Linked DNA regions of Mus musculus: region 2 is linked to region 1. A link is a contact called in public HiChIP or PLAC-seq data. All regions are on one chromosome and are shown on one strand. Each heading gives the region's core, a stretch centred on a gene start, on an enhancer-like site or on the middle of the called end of the contact. The rest is flanking DNA. Distances are from core to core; before and after follow the strand shown. Region 1 holds the start of Lrp8os2 (low density lipoprotein receptor-related protein 8, apolipoprotein e receptor, opposite strand 2). Region 2 holds the start of Magoh (mago homolog, exon junction complex core component).

What was found. HiChIP or PLAC-seq counts read pairs in DNA pulled down with a chosen protein or histone mark.
Region 2: an H3K27ac HiChIP or PLAC-seq map of embryonic stem cells shows a contact between it and region 1, with 8 read pairs. The contact joins the promoter of Magoh here to the promoter of Lrp8os2 in region 1. A contact is called at or near these places in 6 of 39 promoter capture datasets (HPC-7-derived erythroid cells, embryonic stem cells, frontonasal cranial neural crest and 3 more), 2 of 115 datasets of contacts at active chromatin or transcription factors (both in embryonic stem cells) and 3 of 9 other capture datasets (adipose tissue, embryonic stem cells and pancreatic islet).

The regions. Positions count from the first base shown.
Region 1 is chr4:107,818,554-107,824,617 of GRCm38.p6, forward strand. It overlaps Lrp8os2 (low density lipoprotein receptor-related protein 8, apolipoprotein e receptor, opposite strand 2), which reads right to left and starts at 4,469. Exons shown (of 2, transcript NR_151515.1): 1 at 4,381-4,469. All of the region lies in intron 2 of Lrp8 (low density lipoprotein receptor-related protein 8, apolipoprotein e receptor), which reads left to right.
Region 2 is chr4:107,877,508-107,883,275 of GRCm38.p6, forward strand. Magoh (mago homolog, exon junction complex core component) reads left to right here and starts at 2,248. Exons shown (of 5, transcript NM_001282737.1): 1 at 2,248-2,438; 2 at 3,386-3,444; 3 at 5,561-5,671. The coding sequence starts at 2,351.

The DNA of each region.
Region 1 (6,064 bases), core at 3,219-5,718:
TAAGCCCTTAGCTTGTATTGGGTCTCACCTATTCGATTCTCACGTGCGCCTTTTCAGCTCACGCTGCCTTTATCCCTTCTTCACAGAGGAGGTGAGTGAGGTAGAAAGTAATGAGTGATTTACTTGGGTGTGGTGTGCATTCAGAAGGTAAGGGGCTGGGCCTCCTGGAGCAGGGGTTGGGTGTGCTGGGGCTTGTTGGGGGCCCCTGGCCTAATAAGGCTCTGGACTCTGTCTATCCTCTAGCTCATTCCCGAGCAGGTCTCTAGCACCAAGTTCCAGCTGTGTACTTTCACATCTGGAACTGAGGACCTAGGGCTCAGGGCCCCTCCTGTCTCTGAAGCCAGTGTGTGGTTAGGCCAGTGTGTGGTTAGTCCACTTTGGGATGGAACCCAAGGTCCTTAAACTGATAGGTGATTTGTCTGAAATAACCAAAGATGTATGCAGGGCTAAGGCCCTGGTCTCCTAGGCATCTTCTCATTAATATATATTTTTAAAGGTTTATTGTATTTATGAGTTACACTGTAGCTGTCTTCAGACACACCAGAAGAGGGCATCGGATCTCATTACAGATGGTTGTGAGTCACCATGTGGTTGCTGGGAATGGAGCTCAGGACCTCTAGGAGAGCAATCAGTGCTCTTAATCACTGAACCATCTCTCCAGCCCCGTCGTTATTATTAATAATGACAGTCATTAATGGTAAATTACAGTGCATCTGCCTCGAGCCAGCTCAGCTGGACAGCTGAGGGGAGTGGAAGATAGTGTGCATCCTGAGTGAGGGACATGCTTGTTCCTGGACTTGCAGGCACTGTTGTCTGCTCCCCACAGCCTGACTGACACTGGCTGAGTACTCTGGGTACCGCTGCGGCAGCTTGGTTCAGCCTCAGTGGCTGAGAAACAGGCTCCGGGGCTGCCCTAGTGGAATGCCCACTAACCCTTCTTCCTTCCATGTCTTTTACCAAGTCATTCCACAAACACTGTTGCTAGGTCTAGACACAACCCAAGACAGCCCCAGGGCCTAACCTTTCCCCCCAAAACTGTGGCTCTTTGGATTCTTGGAGGTGTTCTTTTCAGTGAGTGTTATGGATGGCCCCGGCGCTTCACTCTGCCATACTGTGACCCACTGTACCATAGTCAGTCACATAGCATGGGAGTTGACTGGGTCAGCTTCCCCCTTAGGGTCAGGGTGTCCTGTCTGCGCAGGGCCATAGTGGTCACTTCCTCAGAGGACTGAGAACTGATGGGCACAGTGGACAGGGGCTACTTAGTGGCCTTACTCTATGCGGCACCCAAAGGTGGGGAAACTCACCTAAGGTCATAGGGCATATGAAAGGACAGAGGATTGGGGGCCTGGCGTCTGGCTCTCAGGGCTGTGTGACAGCACTGTTGGAAATGGATACTCAAGGTGTCTGACATCCTGGACTTCTCTCTCTCTCTCTCTCTTTGCCTCTCTCTCTGCCTTCAAGACCCCAATCTCCTCCCTAATCCTGTGTTAGAGACAGTCTTCATTTTGCCTATCAGTATCCCTGAGGCCCCTGGGGAGCCTCTCACCTCCCACATGAGCAGGAGAGAGGCGAGAGCTAGCAGGGGCTTGGGTACAGGATCTAGGGGTTTCCCCACTCAGGTTGAGATCTGTCACAACATTCATGTTAATTAAGCCTTGTTATTCAGCCCTGCACTTACGCAGAGTTCCTGACAGCAGATTACTCATAAGTGAGGCGGTAAATTTACTACGTGTTTCCCAAAGTCTCAGAAGCAAAGGCCGCGTTGGGAAAGGTTTGTAGGGTGAACGATGCTCTTCCCCACTCACCCGTACCCTCCTCCATCCTCATGGCCTGTGCAGTGGTGGTGGTGGTGTGTGTGCACACGTGCACGTGAGTGTGGAGGGTGAGGAGTCGGCTCCCTGGAAGATTCAGGTCACCTGACTGCTTCCAGCTGACTGCCTCACTGGAGTGCAGGAGCCCAGGGCACGGAGCTTGGCAGCCCCTCTGCTCAGTGCCTCAGCTCTGCCTCACCCCTGGCTCACAGCAGACTGCCATGCACAGACACATCCCCTTCAGAGTCCTCCCACGGAGGCACGCAGGCTCTATGCGCAGTAGGACTCAGCAAAGACAGCCTTGGATCTGCCTCTAAGCCTGCAGTCCACCTCGGTGTTGGTGAACACATTTCAAGTTGCTGTGCAATCTAAGGGACCTCTGCTGCGCCCCCCCCCCCCCCCCCCGCAGCAGAAACAGAGCCCCCTCCCCCCCATCAGGTGAAGATCCAGGAATGTTACAGTGTAATCTTTCCTCAGCTTGAGTTGTAGCAGCAGATGGCCCTTGCCTGCTTCTTGGCAAGGTAAGGGGTGGGGCCCCTGTTAGGTGCATCCCCTCACCCTAAGTCCTGCTGCCTCCCTTGGCCTATGGCTGGGCCATGCCTGAGACATTTGGAACAAATCCAGGTCTTGGGTGCCTAGGATTTTTTTTTAATTAATTAGAGCATTAAATGGTAGCCCAATGGGAGAATCCCACCATCTGGCTGTCACAGGAGAGGCAGGCAAATCTCTGCATATTTGTCTGTAGTGTGTGAGCATCACAGGAAGCCACCTGTGCGTGTGTGGGTATGCAGCCCGTGTGCTGCAGTGTGTACACAGTGTGGCTTGGTGTGTGTGGGGCACACATGCGAGTATAAGCGGCTGAGTGTATCTCTGCGCATGCATGCTCATCTGCATGTGTGTGCACTGCCATGCCCGAGGACCTCCATGTCTATTTCAACATACTTCCCTGTGTGTGGTCTAGGTCCAGGCCTGGCTGGAGAGCAACATGAGACAGGCTGGGCTGTGTGCCCAGCGGCCTCTTGAGCCTTCCTGGCAGAGGTAGTGATCACAGACTGTCTGGGCAGAAGGCAAGATGGAGCTAGGTTTGGCAGGTATGCACTGGCATTGGGAAGGAGGCAGGAATCCTTGTGCTGTGTTTGACAGATGGGGAAACCCAGGCCGATCCAAGCACAGAGCCAGGATGGAGGGACAGGACTGGAGCCCAGTCTCTGGACTCCCTGTAGTGGTTTTATCTGTTCCCCCAGGCTATTGCCCTGTCCGGTAATTTATGCCTTAGGCATCTTTTATGCTGTTAGAGTTTCACGGTGGCTCAGAGAGGCTCTTGAAAGAGTACTCCTCTTTATTTCACAGGACTGACCAGGATCAAGCTCTGAATTCCCACTGTAGCCCCTTCCTTAGAGGAAGTACCCTGAGCTGCTGGAGAGCACTGGACCTAGTAGGTCTACTCATTCGTTGTGTGATGTAGGCCATCTTGTCCCTCTCTGAACTTCAGGAGAGCTGTAAGAACTAAGTAATGACTGGACAGGTTGCTCGTTAGAAGAGTGCTAACCTAGCATGCGCGAGGCCCAGGGTTCAATCCCTAGCACTGCATGATATCAGGCATGATAGCAAAAGTAGGAGGAGGGTCAGAAGTTCATGACCGTCCTTGGCTACACAGTGAGCTTAAGGCCAGCCTGAGCGACAGAGTGATCTACTACCCTGTCTCCAAAATAAATGGATAGATGATAGATAGATAGTGTCGTTCAGTTTTAGAGCATGCGTGAGGCCTTAGGTTCATTTCTCAGCACCAAGTCAAGCGAGGATCTATATGTAATAGGCTTTGTATACCTTAAGGAGCAGTGTGGTGGCCATCACTCCATGGTCAGGGCCAAGTCTCACATTCCTCATCTAAGAGTACATTATATATACCAGGCAAGTAGCCTGCATGAGGTCACATAGGGGCAGAGGCAGGATTTAAGCTCTGGGACCTCTAACCTGCTCCTGGCAGGAGGAAGACCACAGCAGGCAGTAGACGAGACTCTCCCAAACGTCCATGCCCAGAGGAACTGGCTACTTGGAGGGGAGTGAATTTGTTCTGTAGTGCAAGCAATGATTGCATGATAGGTGGCTTCACCTCCATGCAAGCCATAGAGGGGTGGTTTACTGGGGAGCAGGCTGGCTCAAGGCAGTTGGTATCTTTAGCTTGTATAAGGAGCGAGAGTTGTGAGATGTGGTCCAGAGGCCTGTGAGCAGGGAGGCTGCCCCCGCCGCTTCCCCTCCCCCCTCCCCCTCCCCCAGAAGTCTTCCCTAACTTCAGAGTTCACCAGTACCTGGCAGGTGCCTGGCACACAGTAAGCACCCCCCTTCTGCTCCTGATTCTCTTGGCTTCCAGCAGTACAGACCTGAGACTCTCCTACGAGTAGGATGAGTGAAACTGGTCCTTGTGTGAGTTAGGTCTGGTTCTTCCTCCCAGCCCCGTGCTCTCAGAAATAAGATCCAGACTCAAAGTATAAATTGGCCATATAGCTAGGCTCTTCTCTGACTAGATCATAACTGTAATAATCCATTCTGCCACATGGCTGCTTACCTGGGCTCAGGCACCAAGTGTCCCCCTCGTCACATCTTCCCCTGTGAATCTTCCCGTGCCTGGCTCTATCCCAGAATTCTTTCTGCCTCCCGGATGTCCCACCTTCTCTTCTACCCTTTCCTATAGGCCATAGGTTTTTAAATTGACAGGTGATGCATCCATGCAATACACCAGATGTTCTCTCTGCAGCCCCTCCCGTATGCTACACCTAGCACTGAAGGTGCCGTAGAGGGAAGGACAAGGGGAGGCCTAGCAGCCTCTGCACCCAGCCCTCCCTGAGTGAACCTGGGGATCCCTCTACCCTAAGCACTTGCCAAGCAGATCAGTGGCTGCACGTGGGCTTGCCTCTCCTCTCCCACCCCCGCTTTGGCATCGCTGTCTCCAAGGTAACGGGGAATTTTCCCTCCCTCTCATCATTAGGGTGCCAGGGCAAACAAACAGCCCTAATCCAGATGAGCCTTGGGCCACAATCACACTCTTCTGGGGTTTTCTTTTTATTTCTAGCGATTTTGAGAAGCTTGGAGTAATTGGTATTCCGCACAGGTTAACAGGGGCACTGCCTCCGCAGTATTATGCCTTAATTTTCTTTATCACATAGCAAGTTGGAATGAATCACCCCGCTCCTGCCTTTTTCCCACCGAAACCTATTACCAGCCTGTCTGCTGGTTAAAGTCATTTCGTGGCAGCGCTTGGCTTCTTGCCACTGCCCTGGGAATCTTTCTGACCAGAGCCAAAGAACAAGGAGGGTGAAGAATCCATTTGTACAAAGCGGGGGTCTCCCGTTGAGAACTTACTTCCCTCCCTGTTCAGAAGGGACAGCTTTCAGCCTCTTGCCTGCGCAGACTGGCCATATGTCAGCGGTGGGAACGGGATTCCTGGGCCTGCGGTGGGGGAGGGGTGGCCATGCCTACTGCTCCTGGCACCTGGGTTAGATCCCATGACGAGAGTTTCTGGGCTTCTGCAGCTTGCTTGTGAGAGTCTTTGATGGCCGAGTGTCCCACGTTCTGACCCAGAGGGCCTGAGCAGTCTAGCTTGGGGTTTTGAGACTCTAAAATGTTTATTTTGGAACATGGAGAGTTGAATCTGTGGTTCTGTGGCTCCTTTTTGATTCTGAGATAGATAGAAAGATAGATGGATGGATGGATAAATGGATGGATTATAGATACATACATACATACATACATACATACATACATGCATACTGTGCTTACACAGGGTCTATCATTGAATGTTAAATACATTTGGCTAGGCTGGCTGGCCAGTAAGCTCTTGGGTTCTATTGTCTTCCCTTACCCTCCTAGGGTTATACGTGGCTTGTTTTTTTAATATGTGTTCTAGGGGAGCAGAATCAGGCCGTTCTGCTTACGCAGCAGGCGCTTTATCAGCCGAGCCACCTCCCAGTGCTCTTGCCTGATCTCTTCAGCTGCTCTTAGTTCTGTCGTGTTGGGTCCTGTGAGGGAGGAATTGCTTTGCTAAGCTTACCTTAGAAATGTCACCTCAGGTTGGCCCCAGCTTCTCTGGCATCGTCTCTCCGTTCATAAAGTTGAGGACTGAGCCAGGTTGCCTCCAAGGCCCAAGTTCCAGGTTTGTCCTGCCTGCCTGTCGTGCCCTGCGTGGCCTGGTCTCTGTCTAGCACTTCATGGGACCTGAGCCACACATGTCTCCTGTCCATCTGAGCCCTCAG
Region 2 (5,768 bases), core at 998-3,497, 57 kb after region 1:
GCAAGCAGAAGAAGAATGTCCTTATGTAGGTCTCCACATTAAAGGTGTGTACCACCACACCTGGATCTAGGGGAAGAAGAGTGAATCTTCCTTCTTCCAATGTCCTTATGTAGGTCTCCAGCAGAAGGTGTGGCCTAGATTAAAGGTGTGTACCACCATGCCTGGATCTAAGACTTGCTTTGTCGCAGATGACCTTGAACTCAGATCTCCTTGCCTTAATCTCCTGGGATTCATAGCCACTATGCCTCATGATCTCCATGCCAAGACCAGGTCGGAAACTTGTATCTCCCAGCCTCAAGATCAGGACCATAGGTGAGCCTTCCAATTCTGGATTGTAATTCATTTTGAATATAGTCAAGTTGACAACCAGGAATAGCCATTACACCTACCCTTTATGTTAAGGTATTTCACTTCAAATCCACTCATTTTCCAGTTTGCAGCCACTACCTACACATGGGTCATCACCACCACAGTACTACCTTCATGGATTTCCTTAACGACTACCTATCTCCATAACAATTGCACTTCTGGCCTTCCTATTTTCCAGTCGGCTTACATGACAACCAAAGTGATCTTTCTAAAGTGCAGTAGGAGCCAGGCAAGGTGGTGGCACACGCCTTTAATACCAGGACTCCTCTAGAGTCCTGCAAAGGCAGGTGGATATCTGTACCCCAGCCCAGTCTGGCCAATATAGTGAGTTTCAGGCCAGCCAGGGCTACACAGCCAGACCCTGTCTCAGAGAACAAGAAACAAACCAGTGGCAGGGCAGAGAGTGGTGAGACGACATCTCTGGTAACGATGTGTGTCAATTCTTTTTTTTTGAGACAGGGTTTCTCTGGCTGTCCTGGATCTCACTCGGTAGACCAGGTTGCCCTCGAACTCAGAAATCCGCCTGCCTCTGCCTCCTGAGTGCTGGGATTAAAGGCATGTGCCACCACACCTGTCGTGTGTCAATCTTCTATGACTAGAATTTACCGTATTTCACCTACTTGACCTTAAAATTCCCGCACCAGAAATTTGACCTTTCACAGAGGTCAACTTTGGCTCTTGAAAATGAACCTCTTGGGTAGTGGTCTCCACATTTGACCCACCTCGTTTTTGTTTCAGTTTGTGTGTGTGTATCTTACTTGGTAGTCCTGACTGGCCTGGAACTCACTATGCAAAGAGCAGTCTAGGCTTAAACTCACAGAGGTCTACTCCACTCTGCCTCTGAAGTGCTGGGATCAAAGGCATTGGCCACCATGCCCAGTTCTCACCTGGGTATTTTTTTAGAGGCTTCAGTGAAACTGGATTCTGTCAGCATGTGGCTAGGGCTGAGAATCGCTGCTAAATAAGATGACCAGTAGGAGCCGGGCGGTGGTGGCGCACACCTTTAATCCCAGCACTTGGCAGAGGCAGGTGGATTTCTGAGTTTGAGGCCAGCCTGGTCTACAGAGTCAGTTCCAGGACAGCCGGGGCTACACAGAGAAACCCTGTCTCGAAAAACAAAACAAAACAAGACAAAAAAGCCTAGTAGGGATCCAACATTCATTTAACCGACCCACAACACCTATCTAGACATGTTAGCTTGAAAGGGAAGAATGAAAGGCAACTCGTTCATGAGTGGTGACCCTCGTGAGGATGAGGTAGGAGGGTTTGTGGTTTCAGGTCAGTCTGGATCAGGTAGCAGTACTCTGCCTACACGTAAAATAAAGAAATAGCAGAAAGGGATGTTAGCTAAATGCAGGCAAGTTTCAGGCAACATTGTGGAATGGGAAAGGAGTCATTCTTAAAAGACAGCTAAGTAAAGCCAACTTTATTTTTCGGGACAGGGTCTTAGTATGCAGCCACTGGTCTCAAACTCTCATTACGCTCTTTAGACATTTACTACTAATCTCCCGCCTCAGAGCCACCTCCTGATCTACACACTGGGGAGTGGAAGAAGGCGGGGGATGGGGGTGGCAGCGTACTCATAGATGAGCAAATCATTTTGCCTCCTTTTACTGTGGAAACCCATCTAGGTTCAGAGTGTGAATAACCTCGTTCGACTCACTTGTCTCTTTAAATTGAGGTTGCGCCTGACAGGACTCTAGCGCTCAGTGTTGGGCTGAAACCCAGATGCAGTTCTCGGATCCCAAGATCTTCCAGAACTCTCGATATACAACCAAGGGGGCGTGGCGATCTTGACCCAGCGTCTAGGGGAGGGGGCGTGGTAATCTCGTTCCCGCCTCCGGAGAGTGAGAAACTCTTAGTGTCGCGGTGGCAGACGTCATTTCCGCGCGCCACCATTACGCCAGTATAAGACGTAGACCGCAGGCCGTGGTAGTGTCATCCGTTCCTAAAGTTCCGTCCTCCTTGTCCCTTGCGAGGCATGGAGAGTGACTTTTACCTGCGTTACTACGTGGGCCACAAAGGCAAGTTCGGTCATGAGTTCCTGGAGTTTGAATTCCGACCTGACGGTAAGAGCGGCCTCCCGGCTGCGGGCAGTGGGACCGGCCCCGGGGAGGGCGGAGAGAAGGCGGGCTGCGGAATGTGGCGAAGCGAAGCAAGGGACGCCGACCACCGTGCTGTTGGGTCGTGAAAGAGGCATTCTTTTGTCGGCTTCATTGGTTCTTTCTCTTCATCCGCTGGCGATTCTCCTTCGTAGCTTTTTAAAAAGCCAGGTTGCTTACATTCAACAAAGATTTAATGTCCATCTGAGAATGGGCTGTTTGTTTTCCAGTCTGGGGACAGAGCAACAAAAATAAATTTTCCCCTCTCGTGGAACATGTGTTTCAGAGCCGGAAGAAACCACAGCGATCTCTTGTAGTGTGGAGTGATCAAAAAGTAAGGTCGCTTTTAAAGAGCAGTCTGAGGAGTGTGAATTTGAATTAAGCCGTAATTGAAAAGGGATCAATTTTTGAAGTACAGGAAGAAAAGCATCTACAGGAGTAGCAAGTGTCATAGGACCTCAAAGAGCCAGACATATCCAGGTGGTCACTGGGGTGACTGAGAGACAGTAGTAGGGGGTGATGTTAGTCAAGAGCCTCGCTATACAGGTGTTTGTAGTGCTTGCTTGCATACAGCTTCCTTAGTTTTCAAAGTCCTTTCCCAACCCAGTTGAACATCAGCATGTTCTTCTCTGTGCAGCTAAGATAGCATTAAAATTCCTGTTTACAGCTGAGAACGTGTTCTTTTGCTACATCATGGCAGCCTTTTCCCGGGACTCTAGTTTACTGTCAGGTCCTTCTTCTGTTGTTCAGTAGTTTCAAGTGAAGTACCAAAAACACTACTATCACAGCTGGGAAATGGGTTGAAACATTCGATATAATTTAGGCAAAGCTCATATTCTTTGGAGGGTAATGGTGCTTTGTTCATGTTTTCTAATACGTTGCATTCTTTTTTTTTTTTCTTTTTTCTTCCGAAGGTAAATTGCGATACGCCAACAACAGCAATTACAAAAATGACGTCATGATCAGGAAAGAGGTACAGACCTTTCCTTCACTACGACTTAGCCTTTGGTTTCCCATTGCTTATGTTCTCTCTGGTAATGAAAGATGAAGTGTAGGAAGCGAGCACTTATTTCTAAGCAGCTAGATTATTTCTCTGATTCACTCCCCCCCCCCCCCCAGTGCTGAATCAAAAGCTAGTAAGTGTTTGAAATCTGTGTGTCTTGGTTTGTACCCTCGGTGTGCCCCATACTGACCATGTGACCTCAAAACAAGTTCTCTGGCTGAACTTGGTCTCTGTGTTTTCATCTGTAAAACAAAGGATAAGAAAACCTACCTGTGACTCCCAAATGTTATCATAGAATTAAATATATTAGTCCCTAGTACATAGACTATGAAGACAGCATTGACTTTGCTTCTGAAGAGGAAACGGATCAGGGGAAAGTCTCAACCTCGAATTACGCTCTTTAGAGCTAAACCATAGACATTTACTACTACTCTCCCACCTCAGAGCCCCCTCCTGATCCACACACTGGGGAGTGGAAGAAGGCGGGGGATGGGGGTGGCAGCGTACTCATAGATGAGCAAATCATTTTGCCTCCTTTTACTGTGGAAACCCATCTAGGTTCAGAGTGTGAATAACCTCGTTCAAACAATATGTTGTTTAATCCTGATTATAAAAAGCCCATGTGACAAAGTATTCTGCCATACTTTCAATCAGGAAAATCATGGCCTAGATATTAAATCTGAGGATAGTTACTCTTGCTTGTAAGAGATAATGATAGGCATTTGGGCATATCTGAATCTCAGTAAAGGTCATGTGTTCCATTCTGCTGGGATTTCTACTATATCATTAAGGATATGACAGTATGTCTTCATACAATTTAGCAGTTAATTTTATGCCGAATCAGCATCATATCTTTTTCTCTTTGTTTGGTTTGGGTTGTTTGTTTGCATGACCTAGTGCTCCTCAGAAGCAGTTGGTAGAGTGCTTGTCTTCATGAGGCCCTGGGCTTCATCCTTAGCATCACAGAAACTGATCATGGTAGCCATGTTTATATGTCAGCACTGGGGAGGTGAAAGCAAGAAGCTCAGAAGTTTAAGATCACCAAGGCCAGGCTGCGAGGCATGAAACCTTGTCTGTAAGCAGCAGGGTGTATCAGTTGTCTGTTACCACTATAACAATATATCTGACAGAGGCTATTGCCGGATTATTGTCAGGAATGATACAGACCTGCAATTCCATGACTTTGTAGTTGAAGGCATGGGGATTAGAAATTCAAGTTGGACTCAGTAATGGTGGTGGTGATGGTATAAGACTTTTATCACTCGGGAGGCAGAATGAGACGAATCTCTGAGTTTGACGACAGCCTGATATACAGAGCAAGTTCCAGGTCTGTACAGAGAAACTCTGCCTGAAAAAGCCTTTTTAAAAGAAATAATTAGTTCATAGCAAGTTTGAAGCCAGTGAGGCTCAGTGAAATTCTCAAAAATAAAGAAGAGATTATTTAGCTCATCACTCCAGAGGTTCAAAATCCAAACACCGCTGCAGTAGTGAGAATGGGTGTGTGGCCACGCAGTGACCTCTCTCACCAGGAGAGAAACACACAGACATTGGAGGCCCACAATTCCTCTGCTGATATGCTGCAATGATCTAAGAACCCACCATTAATTCCCACCTCTTCAAGGTCTATACCATTTCCCATAGTACCACCCTGAGGACCAAACCTTTAGTCACATAAATGGAGTTGGGAAGGCCACACTGAAATCATGTCCAAGCCATAGAGTAAAGGTGTATCTCTGTCCATTTGCACTGCTATATTAAAATGCCTGAGACTGGGTACAAAGAATAGATTCACCTCTCAGTGAATTCCAAGGCCCTGTCAGGTTGGTTGTGTGGTGAGGACCCCATCTGTTCTATATGGTGTCTTATTGCTGTAGCCTCCCAAAACAAACTTTGTTCTTCACATGACAAAGGGGCGAAAGGGGACCAGATAATTCCCTTGCCTCCTCTGCCCTTGAGCCCTGATCTTTACTAAAGGCTGTGCCTCTCACTCTTCTCACTATTACTTTCTGAGTTGGATGTTGTTGGGGTGCGGTGGTTTGAAGGAGAATGGCCCCTTTAGGCTCATACATTTTAAACTTGATTGCAGGCTTATGTGCATAAAAGTGTGATGGAAGAGTTAAAGAGAATTATTGATGACAGTGAAATCACCAAAGAAGATGATGCTCTGTGGCCCCCTCCTGATCGCGTGGGCCGGCAGGTGAGTGCTTTATTGACTCTACTTTGTACTTCTTACAAAGAGGAGGAGGACTGCTGCTCTATGGGAGGAGGGGTCCCTACAGAACTAGGAATACCCT